2 separate regions of the Mus musculus genome follow, and region 1 is linked to region 2. A link is a contact called in public ChIA-PET data. All regions are on one chromosome and are shown on one strand. Each heading gives the region's core, a stretch centred on a gene start, on an enhancer-like site or on the middle of the called end of the contact. The rest is flanking DNA. Distances are from core to core; before and after follow the strand shown.

The links. ChIA-PET counts read pairs in DNA pulled down with a chosen protein or histone mark.
Region 1: an RNA polymerase II ChIA-PET map of memory CD8 T cells shows a contact between it and region 2, with 17 read pairs. The contact joins two enhancer-like sites.

Annotation. Positions count from the first base shown.
Region 1 is chr10:42,218,733-42,221,593 of GRCm38.p6, reverse strand. The region is part of intron 2 of Foxo3 (forkhead box O3); the gene reads left to right. Among named protein-coding and RNA genes, the nearest start is that of Gm38485, 55 kb to the left of the region's middle. Within about 2 kb of position 1,418, at least 103 of the 459 cell types and tissues checked have an H3K27ac peak or open chromatin away from gene starts, as enhancers often do. A contact at or near this core is called in memory CD8 T cells, where this site is marked.
Region 2 is chr10:41,935,974-41,938,934 of GRCm38.p6, reverse strand. The region is part of intron 12 of Armc2 (armadillo repeat containing 2); the gene reads left to right. Among named protein-coding and RNA genes, the nearest start is that of Gm33058, 21 kb to the left of the region's middle. Within about 2 kb of position 1,549, at least 71 of the 459 cell types and tissues checked have an H3K27ac peak or open chromatin away from gene starts, as enhancers often do. A contact at or near this core is called in memory CD8 T cells, where this site is marked.

The DNA of each region.
Region 1 (2,861 bases), core at 169-2,668, 280 kb before region 2:
AAACTGATTCAAGTGCAAGACATAGGGGGAGAGGAGGAATTTGTCCGATTAGCTGACTTTAAAAAAAAAAGATTGTATGTTTACTGTAGACAAGATAGTATTTAAGGTCTGTAGAGCCTAGGAGATGCTGAGAAAACTGTTTCTACAGTAAAAGCTAGAACGTATTAGGGTAGCAGACAGTGTGTTTGCTGCCTGAAGGTCACATACTTGCGTCATTACAAGTCTGCCCCCGTTGTGTGTGTGTAGCACAATGCACTCTTTGATGCCGGGTGCCGCACTCTCATGTGGAGGACAGTCACGTGCTGCGTTTTCTTCTTTCAGACATTAAGAACATGATCGGTTCTCAGTTTCCAGTTTTAAATGGCTGGTGAGGGGGAGATTACCTAATGAATGGCCTTTGTCTATACCTTTGTGCTATTTTTTTGCTTTTCTTACTATACAGGAGTCAGTTTGGTTGCAACCTCTTAAAAGGAAAGTTGAATCTCCTAGATCTGGGGACCAGCTGCTCAGAGCAGACTGCAGACCCTTCCCTCTGACTGGGCCACTCACGTTTTTAATCACACAGGAGTTTTGACTACTAGGACAGAAGCCTGTGACTTCGTTACATACCACTGGAGTAGGCTCTACTGCTAGGTTGCTCACATTGCTCTGCTTATTTGACCTTAGGAAATAATGTCACCCCTGTGTTTGAGTTTCTTCCTCAATAACGTTAGTTAATAGTGTAGAATAAGACATGGAGAAAATGAAACAGTAGCAACTTACACTGCAAGTCCATGTACAGGCACAGTGAGGTTATAAGGATGGATGGGTGCTGGAAAGGCTGTTCTTCCAGGTGATAAGAGGATATTGCCCCAGGTGACTCAGGATTCCAGAGATAAGACTGAGCTGAGGGGTAAGGAAGTGGTGACCTCATGCCAGCCAAAGCCCCCGAGACGCACAGGAGGAGCTGTGCGGAGGGAGGACCTCGAAAGGGCAGGACCTGTCTGCTCATTTCCTGAACTGTCCCCAGGGTGGTTGAGGTTAAGGCCCAGGCTTTGCTTCCTTTCCATTTTGGCTTCTCTTTAGAGAAACAGCCAGCTCTGGTGTGTGTGTGTGTGTGTGTGTGTGTGTGTGTGTGTGTGTGTGTGGGTGTGTGTGTCTGTGTGGGGGTGGGTGGGTGTGGGTGGGGGTGGGTGGGTGTGAGTGGGGGTGGTGTGTGTGTATGTGGTGTGTGTGGGTGGGTGTGAGTGTGTGTGGTGTGTGTGTACATGGTGTGGGTGGGTGTGTGTAGGCTGCCTCTACAGTGTGATGGGCACCTTCTTCCGTCCCCTGGTTTCTGACAAGGAATACATTCCCTGTGCCATGTCTCATTCTCTGTGTGACTTAATGCACTTGCAGGTGTTGGGTGCATCAAGCACCACCCACTGCACACGATCAAGCGAGCTTCATCCTGTCAAGTGATCAAGCGAGCGGGGGAATGCAGACATGAGCTAGGCTCGGCTGTCCTTTCACTACACCTTTCCAGAGAAGCTTTAAAGAGGAGAAGTTTGGGTGGGGACACACACACAGCATGCTTGCCCCATAGGCTCAATATTGCTCTCTGATCATAGCCCCTCCCCGTGTTGGGACGGCCTGGGGTCAGGGGATAGAGAGTACATTAAGCCCCCTAAGACCTTGTGTCTTTATTTGACTTTATTGGAAATTTTTTACTTATTTTTTAGTTATGTGTATGTGTGTATCTACATGTGAGTATGTGCCCATGTACACATACATGTAGACGTTACCTGTAGATTTCGCATGTAGATAGTACGTATAAGTGAGTGCAGGTACCTATGGAAGCCTCAGGCGACATATCCCCTTGGAGCTAGGGTTACAGGCGGCATGAGCTGCTCAGTGGGGGTGCTTCCAACTGGACATGAGGTGTGTGATACGTTGCATTCTGAGAAAGAAGTGGACTAACCCAGCCCAGCCTTTTTATCACTGCATGTTGGGAGGTGGCCTCCTTGGTTAGACATGTATGGACATCTCTGGAAAGTTTCAGGAGGAGGGCTAGAGTAAGAGTACGACCTGATGATGATACCGTTCCTTGATGAAACCCAGGAAGCTGAATCTGCTCAGACGGGAAGCCCCTCCCCCACCCCCATTGAGCCTCACATTTCACACTGCCCCTGTTCCCAGCCTTGTACTCCCTGAAAGAGTTTGAGAACTTACAGAGCCTAGGCACCCTGGTAACTCTTCAGTGTCCTGGACATTTGGAGTTGAACCACTGAGTGTGAGTCACATGCTGAGAATGAGCAGAGTCGGGGTTCTGAGTGTCGCATAGGCTCTGAGGTTTCCCCCAGCGGAAGTATTTATTGTTGTACCACATTACATGCATAACAGCTTATGTTCTGTTGCCTGTTTTTAAATGTATTTAACGTGTGTGAGTGTTGTCTGCATGCATGTTGTGCCTGTATCATGAGCGTGTCTGGTGTTCCCCACAGGCCAGAAGAAGGCCTTAGAAGGCATTAGATCCCCTGGAAGTGGACTTACAGATAGTTGTGAGCCACCACATGGCTTCTGGGAACTGAGCACAGGTCCTCTGCTAGAGCAGCCAGGGCTTGCTCTTAACCACTCAGCCTCTCTTTTAGGTGTGATGCGTGCCCTGGGGACATGAAGCATAGATTCTCGAGGTTCCTCTGGGTGAGCAGTGCAGGACACAAGAGGAAAACTGAGTCTGGAGCGAGCACAGGGCTGGTCCTGGCTGATGGTACAAGCTTGTGATTCCAGCATGTAGGAGGCAGAGGTGTGGGCCTGTAGGTCCAAGGCTAAGCTGGAGAGCAGAATGAGTTCTAGGCCTGCCGGGGCTGTATGATGAGACTGGAAGAAGAAGAGCCACAAAA
Region 2 (2,961 bases), core at 300-2,799:
CCTCTATGTGAGACAGTTAACGGTACAAATACTCCTTTTATATGGTGTAGCCTTTTTAAAATTAGTTATCATGCTAGGAACATTTAGGAATTCATGTGAGCCAGGCCACGTCTGGTAGCTTGTGTCTTTTCTCAAGGAGACAGAGGCAGGTGGATCTCTGAGTCTGAAGCCAGCCTGGTCTAGAGTTCCAGAACACGCAGGGCTACACAGAGAAACTGTGTCTAAACCCTGTCTTGAAAAACAAAACAAAAGAGAAGACAGTTAATCTGGCCTACTCCAAATTTGTGAACGCATTAACTGGGAAAGGGTTTCTCTAAATTCTGAACTGTCTTCCTTACCTACAAGATGGTCCTTTGTGTGCTGTCTTTGTGTCCATGTATGTAAACCACTTATCACTTAACATTTATTGACCCAGAAAAATTTGAAACTATTATGCATATAAAAAATCATGTTGAGGAGCTGGAGAGCTGGCTCAGCGATTCAGAGCACTGACTGCTCCTGCAGAGACCCTGGCTCTGTCTCCAGCACTCCCATGGCAGCTCACGAACGTCTGTAACTCCAGTCCCAGGGTTGATGCCCTCTTCCAGCCTCTGCCGGCACCGGACACACAAGTGGTGCACAGATATGCATGCAGCCAAAACACCCATACACATAAAATAAAGATAATTTAAAAACTAGTATTGAATAAAATAAGGAGTGGACCACCAGCCTGGGTCTGGGGGAGTAACTCAGAGATCGGCACAGTGAAAGGTTCTGGGTTCAGTTCCTAGTGTCAGACCCTTCTTGTCTGTGTCTGGTTTGGGGTGCCCTGTCTACATGTCTGCCTCTAACTGGCACCTGGAGTGTATTCTCCGTGACACACACACATTTTCTAATCCTCTGAGAGAGGGCTGCCCTGAGTGCCCACTGTGTTCTCTCAGCAACACCAACATGGAGACGTGTCACCCTTCACACTGGGGACAACTTGGCTCATTGACAAGAGCCGTGTTAACGTGACATCACACTGCCATTTATAATTGTGTGTGTGTTTTAAATCAATCTATCATCTCTTTTTCTCTTTCTTTCTCTCTTTTTCCCTCCCTCCCTCTGTCCTTCTCTCCCTCTCCCTCTCTCTCTCTCTTTCTCCCTCCCTCCTTCCCTTTCCCCCCACTCTTTCTTTCTCTGTTGGTCACGTGGTCTTGCTATGAAACCTAGGCTATCATGGAACCCACCAGGCTGGCACTGACCAATACTATTCGTGCTGGGCTTACTAGTGTGAGCCTGTTGTGATTTTCAAGACTGTAGATTCTAAAATTGAAACATATACCTCTAGTCCTAGCTCTGAGGAAGCTGAGGCAGGGGGATCATGAGTTAGATGCTAGCCTGGGCTACATGAGACCCCCCCCCAAACAAAACAAAACAAAAAAAAAGCTTCATACTGACAAATGTCACCTATACCCTGCCCCCCCTCCACACACGCACACACAAAGTGATGTTATCAGGGGGCAGAGTGCTACACAGGAAGCTGTGGCCAGTTACTTCCACAGCACACTGAGGGGGAAATCCTGTACCGGACTCACTGCTGATGGGAGATGTGAAATATCTCTTCCCCATCTGCTGTTGTTTTTGTTAAAGGGGAAAAAGGAGAGAAATTACATGATCGAGTACCCAAAGCAAGCATCTGACCTATCGCTGCCCTTACAGCTGTTAAGTGTGACTGAGCATTTAGAGCAGGCTTTTCTGAGTGTGCTGAAAATGAACAAGGGGGTGGGTGGCCTTCACTTTTAATCTCTACACATCTTGCTGTGAGGATGACCCAGGAGGAATACGAATTTGTGTGTTTTTGTAAAGCCATACAATAAAAAGGACAACAGAGGTTTCTCAGTTTAATCCCAGGCTCCACACTGGAATGAATCTCTCGGGAAGCTTTGGGGATGCAGGTTGCTGGGCCTCACCCTGGCTGGTTCTGGCTGAGGTCTGGGGTGGGACCCGAGAGTCCGTCTCTAAGAAACTCCTGCCCGAGCTTGTGCTGAGCTGCAGCTGGGAGAACCTGTAACACAAATGAGGTGGTTCCCTAAGACGCGTCCTTCAGTGTGTATGAAGTGACTTTGAGATGAACCTCCAGGGGTCTCAAGTGCTAACTCAGGTCACCATGACGTAGGGTAAGCATGTTAAAGAAGGGAACAACTGACAAGACCAGCCAAGACCAGCTATGAGCTTCTCCAGTGAATGTTGGGCTGCCTCCTTGCTTTTGCTTGGGCAGCTGACAATTTTTGACCTGTTTGCTCTCTGTCTCTGTCTCTATCTCTGTGTCTGTGTTTGTGTCTCTGTCTCTCTCTGTGTCTCTGTCTCTGTGTCTCTGTCTTTCTGTCTCTCTGTCTCTCTGTCTCTGTCTCTCTGTCTCTCTGTCTCTCTCTCTCTCTCTCTCTCTCTCTGTGTGTGTGTGTGTGTGTGTGTGTAAGTGTGTGCCCGTGGAGGTGGAAGGGGGGTTGGTGTCACATTAAACATGTGCTCTCCCACTGAGCTCTCCCTAGCTACAGAGACAATTTCTCAGGGAAAACAAGATGTTATGTTACGTTGTGTTAGACTCTTCTCCCAATGTTCTCTGCCAGACTTTTGTCAAAACAAGTTGTCCTGGGACCAGCTGCCATCCTTGGCAGGCATGCAGCACCAATCAGAGTAGCCCATGAGGGAGGAATGAGGTGGGGCCCTTGGGACCTTCAGAAGGACCTGCCCGGGGGGAAATCTCATGGACCACAGTTAGCTAGCCAAGCCCCCAGCTCTTGATTTGTTGCATGAGACAAGCACATTAAATGTCATTAAAACGGTCCAATGTTCCTGTAGATTTTCCCTTTGAAAGAGCACAGATGTGTGTAAATGTGTGTTTAGCCACATCTGAACTTCGTAAGTTTGCAGCAGACATGTTTGAGAGTGGTGTGTTATTTCTGTTGACAACAAATCTTACTCCCAGCCCTGGGTGAA